Regions from separate parts of the Sus scrofa genome. Here regions 1, 2 and 3 are each linked to region 4. A link is a contact called in public HiChIP or PLAC-seq data. All regions are on one chromosome and are shown on one strand. The core of a region is the stretch at or near the end of the contact, and the rest is flanking DNA. Distances in the headings are between cores, read along the strand shown. Region 1 has its middle 140 kb from the start of RPLP1. Region 2 overlaps LOC110261987 (a long non-coding RNA gene). Region 3 has its middle 10 kb from the start of RPLP1. Region 4 overlaps LOC110262000 (a long non-coding RNA gene).

Region 1 (3,105 bases), core at 463-2,962, 790 kb before region 4:
ATTTCAACCCAAAGGGGTTCCCTCAAGCTGGGCTGGGTGGGTCAGGCTGTTCTTGCTGGTTTACCTCAAAGCACACGTTCCTATCCATGTCCAGGGTGCCTGAGCCTGGATTCAAGCTCCTTTGAAGGCCAGGAAACATTCCGTCTTCCTCACATAGCAACCTGGCACCATAACACTTCAATGGGTTGAAATAAGGGTGAGACTTCACCATGAAAGGGTTCTAGAGGTGATGGGTGGCATTGACTGGAGGGGCTGTGACCAGGAAGAACTGGAAATTTGTGGGGATGCAAGGGCCCTGGCTTTAGGGCCAGATGGATCTGTCAGTAATGAGGAAGCTTTGTTGTGTCTGTGTTGCTAAGAGCTCAGCTGGTACCCATTTATTCTACACACATTCAGTGAGCACTTCCCATGTGCCAGGTGTGAGCATGCATCAGTGGTCAACGCAGGTAATAGTCTCTGGCCTCTGGAATAACAGTCCAATGGAAGAGGACAGACAAACATAATAAATAAGAAAAAACATGAAAAAAGGAATGAAAAAATCGAGTCAGGTTAAGGATGAGAGGGAGGGTCTTATTGGTGGGGTTGTGGAATAAACAGAATGGTCAGGGTGGGTCTTGTGGAGAAGGTGTAATTAGAGTAAGGACTTGAAGGAGGGGTGGTACTTAATTCAGGCACGTCTGATTCTAAAGTCCAACTCATAGCCTACATTCCCAGCTGAACAAGACCAGAGAGCAGGATATGTAATAAAGCTTGGCAAGTTTGTCCCATACCCACTCCTCTTCCCCATAGAGTCTTTTGGGCATTCATCCACCAGCATCCTTGGGCAGCATCCTTAGAGCAAGGTGGGGGCATAGAGTGGTGAGCCTGGGAAGCAGGCAACCACAGAAATGGCCATGATTGACCTTGAGGGCTAAGTTAACTCTGGTTGGGGAGTGGACTTCGATTGGGCAGGGCCAGGCCCATCTGGGAAGGAAAAGCTCCTTCATTGACATTCAACTGCACTCCCCACGTTTGCCCTGTAGGCAAATGCATTAAATGAGCATTTATTGAAGGCCTGCTGGGAATTAGGTTCTTCAGGGTGCTTTCCTATCTGTCAGTCTCACAACAGTCCTTTGCAGCAGCAATGTCATCTTTGTTGACAGCTAGGAACATGAAGTCTCTGTAGTTGAAAAGTTTACGTGCTCCTGGCTGGCTAGGATAGAGATCTGGATCTGTCCGATTCCACACACCAGTCAATTTTCACATCCTCTTCACTATCAACTTCCTCATCTGAAAAACCACCACTATCACCATCACTGCTCCCACCACCATCATCATCAACGTTACCAAGATCATCAATATCAGCATCATTGTTAATACCACCAGCATCTTCATTGACCTCCTCTGTGACATCCCATCGATGGCCCCGTGATCACAGGCATCTGGGTAACAGTCTGATCAGAAACTTGGTAATGGGTCACAAGGCTTTGGGTAAGTCAGATCATCTGTCTCCACTTCAGCTTCCTTATCTATAGGATGGGATAAACCTATCTCCCTCTGAAGGTAGGTGAGATGCTGAAATCAGCCTTGGGTTTCCTCCATTCCTCTGAAACTGCTCGTGTCGAGATCACCCATGGCCTCCACAGCTGTCGTCATGATAATGCCCCACCCCCACAAAAGGATGGGAGGCGTCTGACCACTTCCTCCTTCTTTGTGCCTGGCTTGTGTGACACACGCTTGCTGGCTTTCCTTCTAACTCACTGATTCCTCCTCCTCTTCTGGCTCCATCACTTCCTCCTGGATCTCTGAATATTCGAATGTCCCAGAGCTTGGATCTTGCCCCCTCCTGGCTTCATCCAAACTCTCCTACTGCTTTCTCCCTGGTCTGTGCAACCATCGTGACCCCCTGGGAACACTATAATGACCCTCATGTCACCAGGGGATGGTCAGGGAAGAGGATCCTGAGGAAGGAGGGCCCTTTCTCAGGCCCATCTGGGACTAAAAGCAAACCATTTCAAGGAGGAAATGTAATCCTGAGCAAATGTGTTTGCCAGCAGTTTGAGAGGCCACTGCCTCTGGCATCTGCCTCCTTTTTAACTTTCCTAGCTTACTGGGTCTTTCTTGTCTCAAGAGATCAGAGCCCTTGGATTCCTTCTGCTCCAAATATGTCCACACCTTGCCAGGGACAGGACCTCTTAGAGACTGGCCCCCATCACCGAGGGAGTTCCTGTTTAGCGAAGAACTAAGCAGAAGGCTAAAGAGAGCTCTGTGGGTTTGGCTGGGGATATTCCTGGGCCGCTTTGCTGGCAACTCTGAAACAGCATCCCGCTGGGGGCTACTGTTTCTGTCCCCATGTTGGGCCCATTCTGAGACAGATTGCCCCACCCCCATTGGGCTGTTCTCACGCACTCAAGAAGAGAGGTATTCTTTTAGGTCCTCTTGGCCTCAGGAGCATTTTCAATCAGATGCCACTGTAAACAGATTGCCTACCCCTTATTCTGGGGGATGTGGGTGGACAGCTTTGAGGGGCGCTCTCTTCCAAGAATACATTTTCGCTTCCATCTTCAGGACGCAGTGGCTCCACTCTGTGCTCTTTTGATGCTGGCGTGAGTGTGAGATTGTTTGGGGGATAACACCCATGCTGCCTCTGCCTCACTGCTCAGGAGAGACGGGGTGAATGCATCACTCTGGCATCATGCTTTGTGCCCTGTGCATAGGGCTACCCTGTTGGAAACACTGCAGTCCACTCCCCACTGCCAGATTATCATTCCCAACATGGCTTGGTGCAACTGGGCCATGCCCCTGCTCTAGAACAATTTGATGTCTCCTGCTGCCCCTAGAGTAAAGTCACAAGCTTCACTTTGGCCTTTAATCTCTCTGCAGTTTGGCTTTCATCAGCTTTTCCAGCCAGGTCCCTCCTTCCCTCCCTCCCAAGGTCACATCACTGACCAGTGTCTGCCACCATCATGGCCACCTTTACACCAGCTTTTGATTAAAATGCCCCCTCCCATCTTCTTCTCATCTGTCTAAACTTCTCATTCCCCCCAGACAAACTTTCCAAGGCCTGCCTCTTCCCTTGGTCCCTTTGTTCATTCACCCCTGGCCCCATAGGACCACTGATGCCTG
Region 2 (3,439 bases), core at 772-3,271, 620 kb before region 4:
CCTTTAGGGATTCTCAAAAGGATTGTCCCGCATAGGGATGGGGTTACAGTGGGTGGGCTGCCAGGTCCCAGAAGTTAGACCCAAAAGGTACAGCCCTGAGCAGCACAAGGAGGCTGGACCCTGGGCAAAGGGCCTCCTGCCCAGCAAAGACCCATGCCCTTCACATAGCTTAGATGCAGAAAGCGCGTGGGAGCCCGAGACTGTAGGTGCTCGCCCTACACAGAATGTGGGGGTGCTCACCATGGGACCTGCCTCAGGCCTGGGCAGAAAACTGAGGTTACCCCAGGGCAAGGGGAGGGCAGGTAAAAGAACTGCTGCAGAATTTCCCACCACCCTGGAATGGCAGACATAAGAGCCAGGTTGAAGGAGACAGAGAGGAGCTCAGTGCTTCTCGCTCATCTGCACAGTGGTCTCAGACTCTGCATTAGCCCAGGTGAGAAGTCGGTGCCAAGAGTGGCACAAAGTCAACTTTAAATGAGAGCTACCCTCAGTTTTCCCCTCTAGAAGTTGGGGAGCATCACAGGGTTGTGGAGAGGATTAGGGACACTATTCCAGCACTTAGAATAGCCTGACACAGAAATAAGTACCGCAGAAGCATTTGCCACCCTGTTTCACCCTAGTTAAACCTAACTTAGGTGGCTTCCTCCTGCACAGGGGAGCCCAAGGGCGTGGGGCTGCCTTGTGCCGAGGGACCTGAAGCACCCTTAAGGTCCACAGGCCTCTTTGGGTGGCTGCCCATGTGTTTGAGAAGCAGAAAGAATTAAGAGCAACTAAGGCTAACTTTAAACAGGCTGGATTTGTCTTCCAAGGTGACCTACAGTTGATTCTTTCGAGTAGAAGGGCAGAGAAAGTTCAGAGCATTTCTCTTTACTAAAGAAAGCTCGTTTTCCCTACAAGCAACTATCCCAGTGGCCGAGATTTAGGCAGGAAAAGGGGGTTTTTTGGAGGCAAAAAAGCCAGGAGACGAGAGGAAGGAGTTCAGAGTGTTACTTAAAGTTCATTTTCCCTACAAGCAGCCAGCCCAATAACCGAGATTTGAGAAGAAAGGGTTTTCTTTCCTTTTGAGGCAAAAAAAAAAAAAAAAAAAAGAGCCTGAAGAGTAAGTCCCAGCTCTGCCTTCCAGAGGGTGAGGGGTATTTATGGTCTTTGGTGTGGGAGGCGTGGAGAACGTGGGGAAAGGTGATTGAAAGTAAGAAAAAGATGAGGTGATTGTAGCTCCGTGCAGGTGTAACTAAGCCCCAAGCTTCTTCACAGAATGCGTATTCAAGAGAAGGTGGTGCGCATGCTTTAGGGGTGGAGTTTTGCGTCCTCTGACGTCAAAAGGTCACGGAGCGGACACTAGCGCATGCCCAGTTGGTGGGTCGGTGGTCCTAACCAATCTTAACAGGGTTGAGCTCCAATTGGACACAGCTGACTCCAAGTTCCTAAAAAACATCTCGGGTGAACATCTTGTTTCAGCTAGGTGTGGCTTGGAAGACACGCAGGGGTTTTGTAGCAACAATTAAAGCAAGCTTGATTAGCGAAGGCAAGTTACAAGTGTAATGGCTCTAATGATGACTCCCCAGGTGTCACAGGCTCCCCGGATGTGGCTTGCAGCTGCAGGGGGTTTTCATGCCTTTGCCACATGGTCCCACCTGTCAATAAACATAGGGAGCAAGTGGTCTGGTTCAGGTGGTGCCATGAGTCAGCATCAGCCAGGACGTGACCTGGGGTGACACGGAGATCTTGGGTGAGCGGGGGACCACCTTGAGTATGGGCAAAGATGCTGAGAAGCTGCAAAAGGCATTTGGGCAACAAGGAGATTCAACTTGAGCAACAAAAACCCTGGAGTGTTTGAACACAGCCAGCATGAAGCCTGGAGGGCAGCAGGTGTGAAAGTGGGGGTCAGGCCTGCTGGGAGGACCGCAAGCAGGGCCAGCCCTGGGGAAACAGTCTTTGCTCTGGGCCAGCTGTACGCTCTGGGCCTCTCCATGGCTCAACTGACCCAGCTGAGTCTGCGTCTCAGAGCCAGCTCTTTCCCAAGCCCCTCCTGGCCAAGGCACCTCTGCAGGGCTCATTGCTGGGCAGTCCTGCTCAGACACTGCATGACTCAGCTTCGATGTGAGATTTCACAGACCAGCAGCATCCCAGATGTAAAAGTAAGGGGAAGTCAGCATAAAGGGCAGGCTGTATCCTTTTCCAAGTAAAGGGCATTTGAAAACAGTTATTCCCATTATCCCATAAAGTAGGTTTTTTTTTAACTCTCTGAACATTTGGAAAGATACAAACCTGAAGTCAGTGTTGACCACCCTTCTCTTGGACCCACAACCAACCTGCCAGCAGGTCGCAACTGCTCTGTCCAGATTGGACCCAAGTTTGGCTGGGTGTTCATTCAGGAAAAAAAAAAAAAAAGCCAAATGCCAAACACAAAATTAGGTATGAGTATTATTTAGAATGAGAAATCACAACACATCACCAATCACATCTGAGAAAGCTGACCAATACCACCAACATGACAAAATTAGGGGAACCCCCCCCGACAACATTTAATAGTTAACTGCCTGACATGCTTTTACGATACTTTTTTTCCTACCTACTCTTCAACCCCCTCTCTACATGTCAACAGTTGTATTACCAGGTTCTGTAGGGAAAATAAAAGGATATTTTTGTCTTCTCTTTGATATTGTCAACTAGATTTTGTCTTTTTATTATTAATCACTTAGAGAAGTTTCTTCTAGCTTCCTAACTCATTGCTGTTAGATCATTTAAATTTTAAGACTGTGGCAAAACTTGGGAAAACCTCTATCCAATTTCCTGCACAGATGAACTGTCAATATATGGGGTGTTCGTAATTGTACACGCAGGATTATCAAGTATATCCCAGACAGGAGAGAACTTCCGTTTTGGCCAGACATGATGAGAAACAGATTCTCCACTTAGATGTGTACACAGCTGATGACAGGCAGTGTTTTCCTTAGACTAGCTGCTGGCTCTATACACGCAAACCTTCTTTTTCCTCCACGATCCAGATCCACAGACAGAATCTGGTTTTATCAAAAAACTGCCTATATTCTTATTTCGCTCTCTTGGCTGCAGGCTGCTGCTAAATCACCTTCATTGCCTAAGTGGGGAACCTGGGTGCCAGGCGGCCTCCTGGAGAGCCTTCTGGCTCATCGGGGCCTGGCAGACCACCTCTTTGAGATGATTACCTTTCAAGACGGGAGGAAAAAAAAAAATCTTCCCTGTGAAATTCTGAGCACAGGAAAGGCTGGGGGAGGGGAGAGTTCACGAAGAGACGATCTTGCCAGGGCCTGCCCGCCAGGATCCTGGCCTGCCTGTGCCCAGAGCAGCACAGCTGGCTCCAGCTGAAAGCAGTCATGATGTGCATCCCAAGACCAGAGACCCCTAACGAGGCAGCCTTGGATCCATAGCCTGATGCAACCCGTCCAAATTTTGGAGA
Region 3 (3,266 bases), core at 1-2,500, 910 kb before region 4:
AGTGGGAACTCCCTGACTTCTCCTCTTAATCTGATCAAGTTCATTTCTTGTCTAAAAACAGAGAAGAATATTACTGGGCTGCTGGGCAATGTGGTGTTACCCTTGGCTTTCCTCCAAGGTTGCTGGAAGAAACAGCCACATGAAAACCACTTCTGCTTTTGCCATAAAAATTGTGAAGGCTGTTGTGTTGTTACTGTCTCCTAAATAAGGTCTTAGGTGAAAAATTCTTTTAAATTTAGGACCAGGAGAAAACTGGTGTCCTCCAGGGAGTTGGTAACCATGCCTCCTTTATAATAACAAGAGCTCTGTGACTTATCATGCTCGCCTCTCTGCCTTAGCTGCGGAGAAACAGCACCAGGCTTGATGCCCAATCTCTGCTATTAAATTGATCTAAATGGATAATAGATGTGCTTCCTCATCCTTTTCTTGGTACTGATTAAAAAAATTTTTTTCTGTGGCTCTTATAATGACTTCACTGCATACTTGTACTTTGATCTATGCTCTCGTACTCTTTCAAGAAAGAGGAAAGGAATCCATAAATTAAACAAAAAGTGGAATGTTTCAAGGTGTGTGTGTGTGTGTGTGTGTGTGTGTGTGTGTAAAGATGATTTTAAGTCAATGGTGGCACTTGGGCTTTTCAGCCTAACAAGTTTATGAGTCACAGATTTCAGACCCCAATTTTTTTTTTTTTTAACTTGGGAAAATGAGTAGCTCATGTAAATAAGGCCATCAAGGAAGTTGTGAGGTGTGGGCAAAGGACCAGAAGCTATTAAGGTTTGTTTCCTTAGCCACTACCACTAAGGATAATATTGAGTCAATGTTACCATTTGGAGACGGAAAGTTGGTCACCTATTTGGACCAAAAATATTTCCCCACTGCCGTCTTCGCTAGGGCTTCACTTCCTTGACGTTGTCTTTAAATATAAAAATTGTCCTGGGAAAGTTAAAGACATCCATTCCTTGACACCTCAGAGCAAATGAGATGGACCCTCAGATTCTCCTTTCTGAGGGTTTTTGCAGAGTCTGGCTTTTGCCTCCTCACTAAGAGAGTTGGTTCCTTGGGGGCTGTTAGGTGAGAGGTCCGGTTCTGCTTTAGCTGGTTGTGTGACAGTAAGTCCTGTGACCCCTCTGGGCCCCCTACCCCATGCCCCTTCTGGCCTGCAGGGCTTGCAAAGTCGCTTCTCCTTCACACGCAGCCAATCCCAGCCCCCTCCCAGGGCACCTCCAGGCTGAGCCGGTGGAGTTATTGCCTTCCACCCTCCCGCACACCTCAGCTCCTGGCTCTGTGTACTCTCAAGTAAAGCCTTCCTTCTGTTTACTCAGCAAAGATTCTTTTAAGACAGGCTAAGCACACGGTTTACTCTGCTAACAAGGCTTGCCATTTACCGTGAGGACCTGTGTTGACTTATTCTTGAGTCTCCATTGACATTCACTGGGAAACGTTAACGCAAACACGAGGAGACAACCTGGGAGCTCTAGGCCTGCCAAAGTGCTCTGGAAAGGGCCAGCCTTTTCTGTTTTGGTTAGAACCACCTATTTTAGAGTTAAAATAACAATCATTGACTGCACCACGAGAGTCTCATGATCTCCTTTTCATTTTTTTTTTTTTTTGGTCTTTTTGTTTTTTGGGGCTGCACCCTCAGCATATGGAGGTTCCCAGGCGAGGGGTCTAATCAGAGCTGGAGTCACCAGCCTACACCACAGCCACAGCAATGCAGGATCTGAGCTGTGTCTGCGACCTACACCACAGCTCATGGCAATGCTGGATCCTTAACCCACTAAGCGAGGGCAGGGATCGATCCCCCGTCCTCATGGATGCTAGTCAGGTTCGATAGATAACCTCTGAACCATGACGGGAAGTCCTTCTTTTGGTTTTTAGATTCAGTATCTGGCTGCTTTGGCCGAGGGTTCTAAAAAGCTTGCCATGTTAGTTCTGGATGAGACTGTGTCTGTGCCAGCATCCTCTGGGGACCTGTAGGTTGGGGACCTTGGCACAGCTGCAAAGAACCTGGGCGGGGGCTTCAAGGACAGCTCGGCCCCTAGGTGGCCCTGTGATCTTGGGACAGTTGTTTCTTCTCTCTGGCTCTTGGTTTTCTCATCCCTCAGGTGGAGGGAAGTGGTTTTCTTGCTTATCTCCCCAGCTAGACTGGGCCCCCGGGCCTGAGCACAGGTCCTAAGAGCACTCAAAAATGTTTGTTGACTAAACAGATGAATAAGCCACGCCAGCTGACTTGCTCTTGTGCCTGAATCCTCCCCAAAGATGAGCCTGGCCTTGAGTCACCGTCTGACAAGATCTGTTAATGGGGTCATTGCAGACAACTGCAAACCTTCAATGTCTGAATCAGCCATTGCAGGTGCCAAGGGGTTTCACTTGCCTCTGCCTCCCACCTCCACCCCACCCCCCTCCCTGGGCTCCCCATCCAAGCTGATGCTTGTAAAGGAAACATCTTTTCAAGTGAGGGGACTGTGGATTTGGTTTCTTTGTTGCCTGGAAACTGTTGACATCCCAAGACATTCTGTTGCCTTCGCTGGGTAATGAAAAATTGATGACTTTTTTCTCTGTCAACAAACTCACAGCCTGTTCACCTTGGCTGGGGATGGGTGGGAAGCTTGCTCCTTGCTCCGCAGCTGTTTGCGTTCTTTCAAGCTGTTGGGTTTGCTTTACTTAGGGGTGGGGGTGGAACCAGAGACAATGGGCCCCGTCGAGGGCCGGCTGTGTGCAGGCGGCCAACACGAACATAGAGAGGGCTGGTTTTACTTCCCTCAAGTGCTCTTTCTGTTCTGCCAAGTGCCTTCCGCAGCTGATCCGCAGCAACTCTCTTTTCCAAGGAATATTCTGGGCACACCCTGCCCAGAGAACTTCCCTGGCCTTTCCAGCCCTGGATCCTCCTTGCCCTGGGGGCATCCTGTAAGGACTAAGCCCATTTCCAGAGCCTCTGCTTTCTCCCCTGGGCGGTGCATTAGCCTTGCTGCCCCTCCCTGAGGGCAGGCCATAGATTTCTCCCCACAAGCATAGCAAATTAGATTTAGAAAGGGTCTCAGAGAGCATTAGTGGAAGAGGAGGTTCAGAGTGGCAAAGTGATGTGGCCATCCAATTTGGGACTCAAACCCAGGGTGTCTGTCACTCTTGCCCCACATCAGGTTAAGACCCCTCAGCCCTCACCTCCCAGCTTGCCTCCCATCTGCATTCTCATAGGCCTCCTTGGCTGTGACAGCCTCAGCTGTCCTGCTCATGTGTCTCACAGAGGGTGAGGGCCGAGCCCAGGC
Region 4 (3,058 bases), core at 494-2,993:
GCCATCTTCCCTTGGCATTACCTGGATCCTCTGCTATGGTGGCTTGTATTCTGCTCAATCTCGTCTGCTGATATTCCCCAACCAGTTGTATGAAAAATAAATAAATAAGCTTTCCCCATTGATTGAGATTTGACCTCAGAGCCAAGAAGAGTTCAGGGCACCCAGCAAGCCACAGCCCTTGAATTGGGAAGTCCTGCTGGAGCAGGACTAGGCATAAGGTGACCAGGGGTGGGGGAGGGTAAGAGACAGGAAGCAAGATGAAAACAAGAGGCAGCAAGAAGAAAGATTGTTGACCAAACTAACAGGGAGCTTTCACACTGAAATATGCTTTCTCTGGTCGAGAAAGGAATCGTTCTCTTAAAAGATAGGGAATTTTTAAGGATGAGACTTTATTGTCACCCAGACCTGGGTTCAATCTCATCTCTTTCGTTTATTTCCTCTATGGCGTTAGACAACGATGAACGATGTCTCTACCTCACCTGCTCTCCTGGTCCCACCACTTTCCTCCTCAGACTCTTCCCATTGTTCCACAGCTCCTAAGTGAAGCTGGAAAATATGTGACATGTGGGTTGTCACTCCCAGCTCCCCAGCCTATGGATGACATCACCAACTAAACCCAGCACTCTTCCCTAATAAACCAGATGCAGCCTCAGAATCCTTCTTAATACAGTACTCCAAGCAGCCACCACCAATTCATCACAGTTAGTTTTCAAGATGAAATGTTCTTGCTACCTTTAGGCCTCTAAATGTCCTCAAATGTCACAATGCAGGTCTATTTGTTGTTCCTACCTTACCTCCCAGAAATCTGCCTTATAAGCTCATTTTCTACTGCAGTCATATTGAGTTAGTGAGCATTCCCTAAACAGACCAAGTTATCTTATCCCTCTTTCCTCTTGCACATGATGCATTGTCCATCCCACCCCACTCTCCACCCACTCCCAACCTTGTCCTCCTGGGGACACCTCTTAGGTTTCAGTTCAAGTGTTCTTCCCAGGTCATGAACCCTGAACCCTGTGCATATTTCTGGTAAAGTACCACACACCTACAAGGTCAAGGCTGGCCATAACCTTGAACTGCATGGCCAGCCAAGCAGCCCCAAGAGGTGAAGAGGCTTGGCATGAGATGGCTCAAGTGCCGAGCCACAGAGTGCTTGTGGATCTGGCCGTACCTCCCAGCTCTCCAGTCCAGGGACTCTGGAACCCCAGGCAACAGGGCCTTAATAACCAAACCTCCATAGCTATAGGCTATGAAGTAGAGAGAGGAAAGAAACTGGTCTTGAGGTTGTGAGCCCTCAGCCCATGGCCATGACATGTCAGCTGAGGGGGAAGCAAGCCATGGAGTTCAAAATAGAGAAAGAGGAGGAAATGAAACCAACTCAGCTCCCTGGCTCCCCCCACACCGCTGCAGTGCATTAGAGGATGAATCAGCTCGTGCTCTTCATTTCTTCCCTCTTGGAGGTAGTGGTGGGGCTGGGGGGGGAGCAAGGTATATGGTTCCTCATGTGGTTGCGGTCAAGGTCGCTGGACACTTGCTTCAGCCCCCTCCCCAGCCTGTGAGAATGAGTTCCGCATCCTCTCACGCCTACCCCTCCCCACCCAGGCAACGCCCTCCTGGCTTTTGCTTCCCTCTCCCAAGTCCAAGTCAAAGCACTGTCAGCCCCAGCCCCCACCCCTCTGGCCCAGCCAGCCCTGAGCAGAATACAGGGCACAGTCTGAAACCACATCTTGCAACGTGATTCACTCCATCTGTGGAAAGTCTGATGCAATTGTGGGTAAGGAGTCATTTCTGCTGATGAGGAAACCACAGCAACCCAGTGGGGGTGAAAGGGCAATCCATCAGGGCCACTGGGACCCACCCCCAGAAAGGGAACAGCCATGGGACAGCCCTCAGGCTCCCCAGAGCACCCCAGCCACACCACAGCTAGGGGCCAAAGAACAGAACCCCGGTTGGTACATGGCTGCCCACTTACTGAGACACAGCGGGGCTGAGGCTGCGGGGGAAGGGAGGGCCACTGGGCCCAGTTCAAAGACACCAACTCTTTCAGGGCACCCTGGGATGACCTGCCTTTCTCCCTGCACAATAAAAGGTGAACATATGAGGTTCCTGGAGGAGGCCAGGCGACTGTGATAGGAAAAGCCTGTCTCTGAGACCTGGGTCTGGTGCCTGAACCAAAAATCGGAACCACCTGCTGCTCACCACCCTGCTCTGGAAACATCTGTCTCCTCGAGTGAATGAGCTCCCACAGCCAGAGCAGGTGCCCAGGAAACATACTGAACTGAATCTGAAGTCCCAGAGCCCTGACCGCCCGCACGCTATGACCCGGCTCCTCCACACGCCTGCTTTGGGTGCCTGATCTGCTGCCCATTTCCGGGGACCACAAAGCCCGGCTCAGACACCTGCCAGTGAGCCCTGAGCTTGTCCCCCTGGCTGTCATGGATCAAGCCAGTGACCTCCCCTCTCTGGGCTACAGCACCCAGACCTCCTCACAGCTTTGTGCTTGCTTCCAGGACTTGGCATGGGATCATGGGGTATCCTGTGACAGCCCTCGTTTTGGGTCCTTTTTCTGTTTTTGTATCATGTCTCCACCTTCAACACAAGCCGTTCCAGTCATTCCATCTAGAGACGCCAGCCCTGCTGGAAAGCAGCAGCTCAACGCCCTAGATCTTGACACCCCTCCTGCAAGAGAGGCCTTATTATCCTCCTCTACTGGAGAAGAAACCAGGGCTCAGAGGGCAATAAAACCCACAAGGATATTAGCAAGAGATGACATGGGGGAACCCAAACTGTCTTCAAACTCCCTGCCTAGAATTCTCTCCAGACCCCAACCACCTAACCCAGTTCCTCCATGGTGTCTCCTGATGAGGGCCAAAGAGATGAGGAGCCCTCTAGGAAGTGCCAAGGAGAAAGTAAATACAAGAAAGAACGGTTGGTTCACCATTCAGATCTGCAAGTCCCAGACCTGCAGCTCCAGGAGCCATGTGAAACAAGTGCCCCGTGACACAAGTGCCAAGGCCCCATCCTCACTGCCTGTACCTCTCAGGCTGGAGGGCCCCATGCA

What was found. HiChIP or PLAC-seq counts read pairs in DNA pulled down with a chosen protein or histone mark.
Region 1: an H3K27ac HiChIP or PLAC-seq map of alveolar macrophages shows a contact between it and region 4. The contact joins two enhancer-like sites. A contact is called at or near these places in 1 of 47 Hi-C or Micro-C datasets (liver) and 1 of 2 datasets of contacts at active chromatin or transcription factors (alveolar macrophages).
Region 2: a contact with region 4 is called in an H3K27ac HiChIP or PLAC-seq map of alveolar macrophages. The contact joins two enhancer-like sites. A contact is called at or near these places in 1 of 47 Hi-C or Micro-C datasets (embryonic fibroblasts) and 1 of 2 datasets of contacts at active chromatin or transcription factors (alveolar macrophages).
Region 3: a contact with region 4 is called in an H3K27ac HiChIP or PLAC-seq map of alveolar macrophages. The contact joins two enhancer-like sites. A contact is called at or near these places in 5 of 5 promoter capture datasets (fetal liver, fetal skeletal muscle, liver and 1 more), 15 of 47 Hi-C or Micro-C datasets (alveolar macrophages, blood, embryonic fibroblasts and 11 more) and 2 of 2 datasets of contacts at active chromatin or transcription factors (alveolar macrophages and skeletal muscle).

The regions. Positions count from the first base shown.
Region 1 is chr1:167,430,634-167,433,738 of Sscrofa11.1, forward strand. No RefSeq gene overlaps it. Among named protein-coding and RNA genes, the nearest start is that of RPLP1, 140 kb to the left of the region's middle. Within about 2 kb of position 1,713, at least 17 of the 83 cell types and tissues checked have an H3K27ac peak or open chromatin away from gene starts, as enhancers often do. A contact at or near this core is called in alveolar macrophages, where this site is marked.
Region 2 is chr1:167,599,535-167,602,973 of Sscrofa11.1, forward strand. The region is part of intron 1 of LOC110261987 (a long non-coding RNA gene); the gene reads left to right. Among named protein-coding and RNA genes, the nearest start is that of TLE3, 250 kb to the right of the region's middle. Within about 2 kb of position 2,022, at least 6 of the 83 cell types and tissues checked have an H3K27ac peak or open chromatin away from gene starts, as enhancers often do. A contact at or near this core is called in alveolar macrophages and embryonic fibroblasts, where this site is marked.
Region 3 is chr1:167,304,646-167,307,911 of Sscrofa11.1, forward strand. No RefSeq gene overlaps it. Among named protein-coding and RNA genes, the nearest start is that of RPLP1, 10 kb to the left of the region's middle. Within about 2 kb of position 1,251, at least 26 of the 83 cell types and tissues checked have an H3K27ac peak or open chromatin away from gene starts, as enhancers often do. A contact at or near this core is called in alveolar macrophages, omental adipose tissue and retroperitoneal adipose tissue, where this site is marked.
Region 4 is chr1:168,218,713-168,221,770 of Sscrofa11.1, forward strand. All of the region lies in intron 1 of LOC110262000 (a long non-coding RNA gene), which reads right to left. Among named protein-coding and RNA genes, the nearest start is that of UACA, 230 kb to the right of the region's middle. Within about 2 kb of position 1,744, at least 35 of the 83 cell types and tissues checked have an H3K27ac peak or open chromatin away from gene starts, as enhancers often do. A contact at or near this core is called in alveolar macrophages, embryonic fibroblasts, omental adipose tissue and 1 more, where this site is marked.